Regions from separate parts of the Mus musculus genome. Here regions 2 and 3 are each linked to region 1. The links are chromatin contacts, called in public HiChIP or PLAC-seq maps. All regions are on one chromosome and are shown on one strand. The core of a region is the stretch at or near the end of the contact, and the rest is flanking DNA. Distances in the headings are between cores, read along the strand shown. Region 1 holds the start of Arsb (arylsulfatase B). Region 2 has its middle 82 kb from the start of Lhfpl2. Region 3 has its middle 59 kb from the start of Lhfpl2.

Region 1 (3,682 bases), core at 347-2,846:
TGTACTCTTGTACGAAGCTGTTGCCTGAGTGAAATCCAAAGGAAACACCAAAGGAACACCAGTAGAGAGATTTTTAAAAGAACCACGCACAGTATGCATGCCATAGGTCTTCAGTATACAGATGAAAATCAGACTTTTCCCACCTGCACATTGCCAGGGCACCCCCAGCTGACATGCTCAGTTGAAATGCAGGGCACGGGGATTTTGGTGGGTGCTTAGTTCCAGGAGCAGTATTACTGGAGGCTGTTTGATGCTTATCAAGGGCAGGGAAAACCTGGACCTTGGCCTGGGACTGTAATCCCAGTTCTGTCAGTGGGAGATGAAGAGGCAGGAGGACAGAGAGCTGGAGGAGCTATCCTGGGGTACATAGTAAGCACCTGCTTAAAAACAAAAAGGAGAGGACTATAGAAAACAATTATGGAGTAGAAGAATATGCAGAGACCACACTATCCCCAACACAAAAGCGAACAAACAACTCTTCTAAGATATTGTTTTTGGGTTTAAAAATGCCAAAATTTAAAACTTTCTGGCTATATTTTACTAAGGATAAGTAGTAGTTATCTACTTCAAAGAAAACTCTTATGTATGTTAAGAGGGAAACATATATTCAAGGATAATCTTTTTTTAAAAAGGAAAATTTTGGCCGGGCGTGGTGGCACACACCTTTAGTCCCAGCACTCGGGAGGCAGAGGCAGGCGGATTTCTGGGTTCAAGGCTAGCCTGGTTTACAAAGTGAGTTCCAGGACAGCCAGGGCTACACAGAGAAACCCTGTCTCAAAAAAAAAAAAAAAAAAAAACCACACACACACACAAAAGAATTTTTTTACTCTCACACAAATCACAAATGCAGAAATGAATACATCATGTGATTTCATCTAATTTATTAGTGAGAAACCGATAAGAAATTAAAATTGGTTATAAGGAACAATACCACAAACGCCCATCAGCCAACCGCATGGAAGTCAGTTGAGTACATCAGCAATAATTACTTTTCAAGGGTATCATTCATCCAGAGCTTCTAAAGCTGTAAAGTAACTCCCACGGACTCGGCCTCAGCCAGAGAGGGTGTGTCCTTCAGGCAGCGCACATTTTTTCTCTCTCCACCTAACAGTTATCACTCATCTCTAGACATTGAGTAAGCAAGTAGACAGTCTTAGGTGGGCATACCCCGAATGTCTTGAAATGAAACTTCACCATTTCATTTTAGATTCTGGGCAGACAGAATGAATGTGTTTGGCCCACTGATGATGGGAAGGAAGTGGCTTCATGGGTACACACTGCACAAAGGAATCTGAAACACCATCTGCACCACCTCTCTTCTCTCATCTGTAATGGTCCAAACCATTACAGGGTTTCTTCTGGGGATAAAAGGAGCGCTAACTATAGTGCTTAGCTGTCAAGTTTGCGGCTAGATTTAATCAGATAAAGGTTGTGAAACAGCTTTGGAACTTGTGGCTCTCGAGTTCATGGCTAAAATAAAGAACGGGCCTCTGGGCCTTGGAAGGACCGGCTGAGTTCGCCCGCGCGCTCTGTGCGGCTCCTCCCCCGGCCCCCGCGGGAGGCGGAGGCCGTGGACGCCGGCCCTCCCCAGCCCGCGGCCCGCCCAGGTGGATGAAATCTTGCTGGGGAGCCCGGCCGCTCAGTTCCCGATTCTGTCGGGGGTGCCCGCAGCACGGGCTCTGCAGGCTGCTAAGGATGGGCAAGCTTAGCCCGTGCACTGGCAGGAGCCGGCCTGGAGGTCCCGGGCCGCAGCTGCCACTCTTGCTGCTGCTGCTGCAGCTGCTGCTGCTGCTGCTGTCGCCGGCCCGGGCCTCCGGAGCTACCCAGCCTCCGCATGTGGTCTTCGTGCTGGCGGACGACCTGGGCTGGAACGACTTGGGTTTTCACGGCTCGGTCATCCGCACGCCGCACCTGGATGCGCTGGCGGCCGGCGGCGTGGTCCTGGACAACTACTACGTGCAGCCGCTGTGCACGCCCTCGCGGAGCCAGCTGCTCACCGGCCGCTATCAGGTACTAGGCGGCCTCCAGCCCCGCGTGACCCCGCGAGCCCGCCAGCTCAGTCGGACCGCGCTCGACAACCCTGGCTTCCCCAGGCTGCTGCCTAGGGCCACTGCGCATGCCTGACTTCCTCCTGGTGGCCGAAGGCAGGAGTGGCTTTCGTTTTCTCTAGGTCAGAGGAGAGCGGGGTTTCTGGGATCTCGAGGTGCTGTGTCTGTGAACCCCCAAAGAGAAGGATAGACGAGGTCCTGAGGAGAAAGGATGGAGAAGAAAAGGGAGGCCCAAGGAGCTCCAGAGGGCCATTAAAGTGAGAGGCTGCACTGGGACGGACCCTAGTGACTGACGCGGTGTGTCATAGATCAGGAGTGACCTACTTGAGCCAGGAGGATAGGAAGCCATGTAGATGGGAGTTTCAGAGATTAATTTAGAAACACTAAAAAGACTTGGGATTGTTGACAAGGGACGCATCACCCGAAAAGCCTTCAGTGAATGAGCGTGGGGGTGGGGTATGTGAAAGATCTTAAGCTTTCTCTCAGCCCCTGTTGTACCTGGGAGTCAGGCCACAGGTGAGATAAGGTGCACCCCAGGCTCCTATATCTTTCCTTTACTAAGTTACCCCCTTGCCTATAACTATGCATATGTCAACAACGTGGAAATTCCAGCACCCACGCTCAGATCCTCCGCTGTGCATGGCTAACAATGGAAGTCATTTCCAGGTTCTCCGTACCCCTACAATGAAAATAAGGGTGCTGATATTTCTTCTACCTTTGAGGGTGAATCCAGCCCACATGAGTCTCTTCACTGCCCCTTTAGAGAGTATGTCCCCCACAGAGTATGTGTATGTTAAATGACTGGGAACAGTAAGAACGTATCTTGTAGTGTTTTTATTGTACTGAAACGTTTTTAAAAACCACTTTATGAGGTAGTTATCTTGAACGCCCTTTACAGGCGAGGAGATAGCTTGCCTAAATTGGATGTCAGCGGGGGAGTCACACGGCTATAAATTGCAATCCTTAGTTTCCTGCACCTACTCGTCTCAGACCTATGAAATTAGGCTCCCCTCAATCCAAGTTTGGTGGGTTTTTAAAATCCTGATGTGATTATGATCAAATTAAATTTAATAACTTTTAGTGGTTACTGATATTCTCTGTCTCTGTCCTTTCTTCCCTTTCTCCCCTTCCTTCCTTCCTTCCTTCCTTCCTTCCTTCCTTCCTTCCTTCCTTCCTTCCTTCCTTTCTTTCTTTCTTTCTTTCTTTCTTTCTTTCTTTCTTTCTTTCTATCCTACACACACAGTCACAGTCTTCTGGCCTTTCTTCATACAGAGATTTAGACAACATGGTGTTAGTATGGCTCTCGATACAAGTCAGCCAAAGATGTCAGATAGCAGATACTCAAGGAAACACGCGTTAGCAGTAAATATAAGTGTGATGCACTCCACTGTGTAATGGGTTATAAGTGTTTATTCAGCAAGCATTTTGAGCTTACTGCCCTCCTACATATGTGTCTACAGAACCTCTCGGATCAAACCTCATGTTCTAAAAATGGTTCCAGCAGTGATTCAAAGACTGAAGAGAGAAGGTAATATTTTTCCGAGGGACTCAGAAATATCTGTAGGCAGAGTTTACTGTGGAGCTAAAGCGTGGTTTGCTCTCCCACTAGCAATAAGGGCATCCCAGGGAATCCA
Region 2 (3,574 bases), core at 595-3,094, 200 kb after region 1:
TAGAGACAGGAATACTGGAGAGTTTGGTAAAGGTTCTAAGTCAATCTTGGAATGGAATATTTTCCTGGTATGTGTGACTGGAACAATCTTATAATTCTCCCCATGCAACTGAGGGAAATTGTCAGATTGGTCTCTTATAAACTGTACAGACTTCAGTAGCCTGGTCAGGATGTTCAGGGATGTTTATGCGAAATGGACCATGCCCACCAGTCCATTTGCCAGACTCTGTGCAGACATGGGTAAAATGATGTGTGTGAAGACCCTGGTCTACACAAGAACTGCGTTAAGAGCAGAGTTATCCTTTTTATCTCTGGTTTTGCCTATGTCCTGTAATGATCCACCCTCCCTCCCCTTCTTTTTTTCCTGCACTGGGAATTGAACCCGGGGCCTCTTTGGTGCTAAGCACATGATCTATCACTAGGTTGCATCCCTAACCCTGTGATATCCTTTAAAAGAGATTTCAACCAATGAGAAAGGAGGCCACAAATTTGAAAGAGAGCAAGGCACAGAGGGTTTATGGGAGGGCTTATAGAGAGTAAAGGGGTGGAGGAAACAGTGTAATTGTAACCTCAAAAGTAAAAAGACAATCCAGACAAACAATCGGCCAACAGGACATTCCATACTGGGTGAAGCACAGGAAATCATGCCATATGTTCTTGGCGAAAGCTGAAAGGGAGATGCACGTGGGACTGTCCCACACTGAGTACTGAGTACCCGGCCTAGCAGTGGTGGCCCACAAAGGATCCCTCATCTCAGCAAACCTCGTTCAATACTGTCTACTTAGACATTTTCCTATACCATCCCTGGTCCCAACTTCAAACGGACCTGTCCTGTGACCTGTGTTCTCAGGTTACTTAGAAAAGAGGCAATGTATTATGTCCCCACCAAGCCCATCTATCCACCTGGAGTTTTCTGTACTCCCTAATCACAGTAGGTCGCTAGCTGTTCTTCTACCCCCAGTGGTGTCTGGTGCTGCCATAGTATCAACACAACAGCCATCCATTCTCAGTGTGCATCCCTCTCATACAGGTCAATGGTGACAAGGGCCATTTCTAGTCCAGGTCTCCCAGGGCTGGTGGTGTTTGGAAACATGGTCTCATGTATCCCAGGACAGCCTGGAACTCACTATGAAGCTGAGGAGAACATGGAACTTCTGGCTATCTTGTCACACTATCTTCAAGTACAGGGATTATAGATGTGAATCACTGTCCTTTGTTTATGCAGTACCGGGGATTAATGACACTCAGGGCTTCATGCATGCAAGGCAAGCATTCTACCAACTGGGCCCAGATCTCACGGGTTTAATTGCTGCTCTGGCATGGCCCTTCCCATAAATCTAATATTTTGAGCTGTTTTCTTCTTCCTTCCTTCTTAATAGGAAGCCCGTAGCTTGGATGACCAGGGAAGTCCTGGTTTCCCTGGTTGGCCAGGTGTAACTACTAATGACAACCCTTTGGCTTTAACATGTGCTAATTGAGAACACAGGTTTTAGGGTAAGCCCACCTGGGGCTGAATGTGTCTCCACCAAGCTAGGAAGCAGGTATAGCACACGAAAAAAAGAAAAGGTTCCAAGCTGTCAGGGCAAAGGAACCTTTATACAGTGGCATGCTCCTGCACCAAACCTGAGCAGTACTCACTGACATCTCAGACAGCAGGGACTAGGCAAGTTGTCAAGAGACAGTCAGAGGGGCGTTTGAAAGCGGGAGATTTGCAGGGATTCGAGGTGGGAAGGCAGAGGGAGATGTCAGAAGGCTGTGCAACCCCAGAGGATGTGGCAGGGAGTATTTCATGGCATGGGGTTTGTCTTGCATTCCTGAGAGGCTAGGCTGCGTTCTTTATTGGTGCACTGCTTCTGCCAAGGTCTATTGTGACTCACTCCCTCCAGGCAGCCTGCCTAGATTGGACCTCCCTACCTAGACCGAGAAGGCAGACCAGGGCTTACTGCTTTCTGTTTCTCCCTGTCATTGATAAATTGCTCATCTCTTGATGGATGAGGTTTTCACCTGCTAAGATTTCTGGTCAGCTGTTCCTGAGGGCAATAGTTCAAATTACCTAGTTGTCCTGTCTTCCAAAGAACTGAAAATCAGCCCTTTCTCTTTGTAGCTATAAAAAGTTACTTCAACAAAATGTATATTTTCCAGCATGTTATAAGTAGACATGTTTAAAGCTCCTCACATCCTTTTACTGATCTTCTTACATCATTAAAAATGTACTCAAGTAGCCATTCTATATCTGCTATTACCCACTTTATACTGCACCAACAAGCTACTCTCCAGTACTAGGCAACTTTACACATGTTGAATGTAGAACCCATCCCCTTTCCCCACAGGAATATTTATTACGTCTGGTGTAATAAATCCAAGCGCCGGAACACCTTTTTTATTTCTAAATCACTTTGTCATTCTTTGTCACAAAAGTATGTAAACAGATTGTAATTTCTTGTGACTGTTAAGCTCAATGATAGAAATCGTTCAGACAGAGTTGCCAGCACAAGTGGTCTCACCAACTCTTATCATCACACAGAAGGGAGTCAAGGTGGGTGAGACCGATCTGCAGTGAAGAGCACTGCGGCTACCCTTGCAGAACCCAGGTTCAGTTCTCAGCACCCACATGGCAGCTCACATCCATAACTCCAGCCAGGGATTTGACACCCTTTTCTGGCCTTCAGGGTCATGAGCATGCAGATGTATACACGTACACACATGCAGACAAACGGTCATATGCATACTAATGAAAATAAACAGATTTTTTTGTTATATATTAAACATAATGGTGAAAATTTCTCAGGGATACGCCTCTTGGAAAGATGTGTCTGCTTCAGCCATTAAGAACGTACGGTTAGCCGGGCGTGGTGGCGCACGCCTTTAATCCCAGCACTCGGGAGGCAGAGGCAGGTGGATCTCTTGAGTTCGAGGCCAGCCTGGTCTACAAAGTGAGTTCCAGGACAGCCAGGGCTATACAGAGAAACCCTGTCTCGAAAAACCAAAAAAAAAAAAAAGAACGTACGGTTAGTCACTTTCTACGACTGACCACATCCTGTCCATCCCTCTTATTTTTAATCTTGGCAATACTCAACAATATGTATTAAGCAAGCAGAAATTGAATTTCCTAAGAAGTCCTATTACACATTTTAAAAAAACAAAACATACCCAGGGGTCTATTACTGTAATCAGCTTGTCTGGGAAGAATTAAGGCAGTCGAAAATGACATCTGTAGCTCTCTCTTTGGCTCTCTGAGCCAGTAGACTTCACAAATCCCCTCAAGGCTCTACTGGGAGAAGAGACGTCTAAAGTGCACTGGGGTGTCTGAAAGAGGAACTTGTCTGCTAGAGGGTGAACTTGTGTGTCAGAGGAGAAAATTTACATCTCAACTTGGAAGTTAGACAGTGATGGTCAGGGCCGCTCAGTGGCCAGTCAGACTGCTTAACTATCTGTCTATTTTATCTTCTATTTAAACCTCACCCTCATGTTAGGACCCTGAAGATAGACTCGGAGGTGATGTGGGGGTGACACTGGGTCTCTTTGCCTCTCAGTGTGCCACATTGAATAAATCACTCTTTTCTGCTCTCCACTAT
Region 3 (3,641 bases), core at 477-2,976, 230 kb after region 1:
ATTGGCTTCAAAATGATCTGGAAATGTCAGGAGCATTTGGACACATGGCTAATCTGAGTGTGGCTACTGAAGGCATGAGACCAGCCGTGAGATAGGTTTACCGTCTCAGTCTGTAACTGTGAAAATTAAGACTGCTGACAGCTGTTGGCAAAGACCTTCAGAGTTGTCATCTGTCTACTCATGACAATAAGAGCCAGGAGTGACCTGTCAAATGTCCCGCCAAACCACTGAGAGCATGTGTTTGGCTTCATGGTCACCAAATACTAGGATATGGTGTCGTGGGAAGAGAAGCTTGTGAGAGAGTCAGGAGGCCCAAATGCACTTCAATATAGATGGGCAGAGTTCCTCCTGAGTCTCTGGAAAGACACATGAGTAAGCCACGAAGAGGAAATGATAGAATCCAGCCCATTCTAGATGGTTCCTGAATGACAGGGGCTAATGTGGACAGTGAAGATATCTCACTCTTTGCCTTTCTCAATTATTCCCTGTTCCCCCCAAACCCCAGATTAGACCTAAAGAAATTAAGTAGCCAAAGGACAAACTGTGGAAAAGAATGTTGGAAAACATGTAGGCTATCTGCCACCTGGGTGAGTAGACACTCAACAGTTGAAGGTTGCCTAAGAATATACAAAAGGGATGATGGGGGGAGGCAAGCTAAGCAGATTCAGTCCCAGGGATTGTGTCATGAAGAGGACCACAGGGAAGCCTTTGTCTGGGTGTCTCAGGTGCTAGCTGAAGACTCACCTGGAGCCTTCCATGTTTGAGGGTTCAGCCAGGTGCCTCCCTTCCTACGACCACAGCCTCTAGTAGCTCTGCTAGCGGAGGAGTAGGGCGGGGCTGTTCCTCCATGACAAGCACTCACAAACCTATGGGCAACAGCACGTGGGGTTCCCAGGAAAGGCAAAATACTAAACTGAGAAGTATAACTGGGCTGGGAGGTAGCTCACTCGGTAAAGTCGCTGCCATGCAAGCACGAGGAGCTAGGTTCAAATCTCCAGGCGGGACAGCATACATTTGTAACCCGGAGGTAGGAGTCAGGAGGCAGAGGTAGATAGACAAACTCCTTCGTCAGTGAGATATAGGTTTAGTGAGAGACCTTGTCTCGAAAAATAAGGTAGAGAGTGATCAAGGAAGACACTGCCCTTTGACTCAACAGTTACCAGATAGAGAATTCATGTGACAATGTGGTTTCATTTTCTTGGGGAGCACGATGACACCCCTTCCATGCCTTTCCCCATCCCCCAGAAAGCATCCGTGCATGCAGTGAGGGTGTATTTGGCAAAATGGATGGCTGTAATAAAACGGGTGGCTAACCAGCAAGGGCCAGAATGATGAGTCACAGGTCTGTGAGCTGACTCACCTGCAACTGGGCAAGACTGCCCGAGACAAGCCCTCCCGGGGGGGGGGGGGGGGCGGGAGGAGACAATGTCTCATGGACACCCATTCTATGCCAGGCTGAATCATCCAGGGTGAATTTCAAGATATCCAGGGCTTGGATCTTCCAGACTATATGGAGAGGCTAGTTAGCTTTGTTTAAGTAACCAATCAACATTTTAAAGTCACCTTACATTTAATTTTTATCTCCTGTGCTATGCTCACACTGGTGGGTCACTGTGTCCTAGGATAGCCCTCTAGACTCTTCTGGTGCTGTGGGTCCTGACTCCTCCTGCTCCTCTGAACTGGGAGATGGGGGCTGAAGAGCAATCCCTGTGCTGAGATTGAATACACCGGGCTGACTGTATCACACTGCCTGACACCATCCCCTCTGTCTCCCTGCTAGAGAGTGATTCATGGTCACTCTTGGCAGAGTTTTTGGAATCCCATTTGTGGGATTTTTATCTCATCTAATTCAAGTGAAAGAGCACAAAAATGTGGCATCCTGGGGACAACCTTGGGTTAGGAAAAAAACAGTCTTCTCTAATTTAATGAAGGGCAGCTATGAAAATCTGAGTAGTTTTTAGAAACAAAAATGAACTACAGTTACATGAAGTAAAACAGAACACCTTAGACATAACGTTAAGTGAAAAAGATCAAAAGATCAATCCTAGAATCGATATACATATTTAATTATTTGGGAAAGATTAAATCCAATAAATGAACTACATAGATAGATAGATAGATAGATAGATAGATAGATAGATAGATATTTTAGCAGTATGTATTTAACGCTGTGTCTATCTCAGTTTCCCGCATGACTCCTACAACAGATGATCACAAACCTGGTGGTTTAAAACAAAAGGTAACTATTCTCTCTCAGTTTGAGAGGCGAGCAGGCAAAAACTAGTTTTACCAGGTAAACTTCATGGTGGTGTGTTTTCTCTAGAGGCCTCAAGAATTTCTTGCCTTTTCTTGGCCTCCGTCCTCTGTGGTCCCCTTGGCCTGCTCCCTTTGTGGTCCCCCTGTCCTCTCCCCTCTGTGGTCCCCTTGGCCTTCGCCCTCTGTGGTCTCCTTATCTTCCTTCCATGTCACATACCCCTCCACTTCACTTTACTAAGGCACTTGTAGTTTCACTTGGGGCCCAAATGCGTAATCAGAGCTGGTTTTCTCAACTTGACACCCTCACCGCAGTCCCACCTGCCATGTTTGTTATATAAGGTCATAGCCACATGGTCTGGCTGTTCTGCATCACCCTCTGTACAACCCTCCCACCCCCACGACATGAGGGGCTTGTTTCTTCTGAGAATCTCCACCCGAGGCCTTGCACCTTTTCTTGGGAATTCCCTCCCAGTCTGCCGTGTTCTTGGAATTTTTTGGCTCATTCTTTGTGCCTTACCAGGAGTCTGGCATCTAATCTTTCTATCACAGTCTGTTCCTCCACATAGGCTCGAAGCCTGCTTCTCCCCGGGTTGTGACCTGCTGGAACTTTCCTCTGCATCTTGCATCTAAATCTCTGTCCAAGCCTGACAGGGTACCTGTTGTCACCAAACCCAACCCTGGGCAGCAATTTAACATACTGTGTGGGAAAAGCTGGGCAGGAAAGGAGGTGTGGGAGGGGAGGGGAGAGAAGGGAGAGGAGGAGAGAGAGGGGAGAGAAGAGAGAAAAGGAGAGGAGAGGAGAGGAAGAGAGAGGAGGGGAGGGGACGGGGAGGGAAGGAAGGAACTTTGCACTGGGACTTGATGTGTCTCTTCTTTGTCTAATATTATTATATTTGGACATGTTGAATTTACACTGCTCCTCTCCTTTCTTCCCTCTCCTCTCCCCTCTCCTCCCCTGCCCTCCCCTTTTCCTCTCCTCCTGTCTTGTTGCCTCTTACCCTCTCTCCCCTTTCCTCCCATACTTCCTCTTGGACCCTCTTCTTTTTTTCTTTCCAATAAATGAATTCTATCCAGAATCAATATCATTTCTTGGTGTGTGGGTGGGTGGGTCACTTTACATCCCAGTAGCAGCCCCACCTCCCTCCTCTCCTCCCAGTCCTACCTTTACAAATCCCTCTTGAATTACCTGAGGAGAAGGGGAATCCCCTGTTGGGCACCACCTCTCCCACTGAGGTCCAACCAGGCAGTCCAGCTAGGGGAAGAGCATCCAATGAGAGACAGCCAATTATTAATCTCCAATTATGAGAGGACCCACATGAAGACCAAGCTGCACATTTGCTACCAATGTGTAGGGGGCCTAGGTCCAGGCCCTGCATGTTCTTTGG

The links. HiChIP or PLAC-seq counts read pairs in DNA pulled down with a chosen protein or histone mark.
Region 2: a contact with region 1 is called in an HNF4G HiChIP or PLAC-seq map of pancreatic cancer cells. The contact joins the enhancer-like site here to the promoter of Arsb in region 1. A contact is called at or near these places in 2 of 39 promoter capture datasets (liver and stem cell-derived epiblast-like cells), 1 of 484 Hi-C or Micro-C datasets (nephron progenitors), 2 of 115 datasets of contacts at active chromatin or transcription factors (memory CD8 T cells and pancreatic cancer cells) and 2 of 9 other capture datasets (adipose tissue and liver).
Region 3: a contact with region 1 is called in a FOXA1 HiChIP or PLAC-seq map of pancreatic cancer cells. The contact joins the enhancer-like site here to the promoter of Arsb in region 1. A contact is called at or near these places in 1 of 484 Hi-C or Micro-C datasets (CD4 T cells), 5 of 115 datasets of contacts at active chromatin or transcription factors (bone marrow-derived macrophages, effector CD8 T cells, memory CD8 T cells and 2 more) and 2 of 9 other capture datasets (adipose tissue and liver).

Annotation. Positions count from the first base shown.
Region 1 is chr13:93,770,083-93,773,764 of GRCm38.p6, forward strand. Arsb (arylsulfatase B) reads left to right here and starts at 1,597. Exons shown (of 8, transcript NM_009712.3): 1 at 1,597-2,010. The coding sequence starts at 1,696.
Region 2 is chr13:93,974,032-93,977,605 of GRCm38.p6, forward strand. No RefSeq gene overlaps it. Among named protein-coding and RNA genes, the nearest start is that of Lhfpl2, 82 kb to the right of the region's middle. Within about 2 kb of position 1,845, at least 29 of the 459 cell types and tissues checked have an H3K27ac peak or open chromatin away from gene starts, as enhancers often do. A contact at or near this core is called in adipose tissue and pancreatic cancer cells, where this site is marked.
Region 3 is chr13:93,996,830-94,000,470 of GRCm38.p6, forward strand. No RefSeq gene overlaps it. Among named protein-coding and RNA genes, the nearest start is that of Lhfpl2, 59 kb to the right of the region's middle. Within about 2 kb of position 1,727, at least 73 of the 459 cell types and tissues checked have an H3K27ac peak or open chromatin away from gene starts, as enhancers often do. A contact at or near this core is called in bone marrow-derived macrophages, microglia and pancreatic cancer cells, where this site is marked.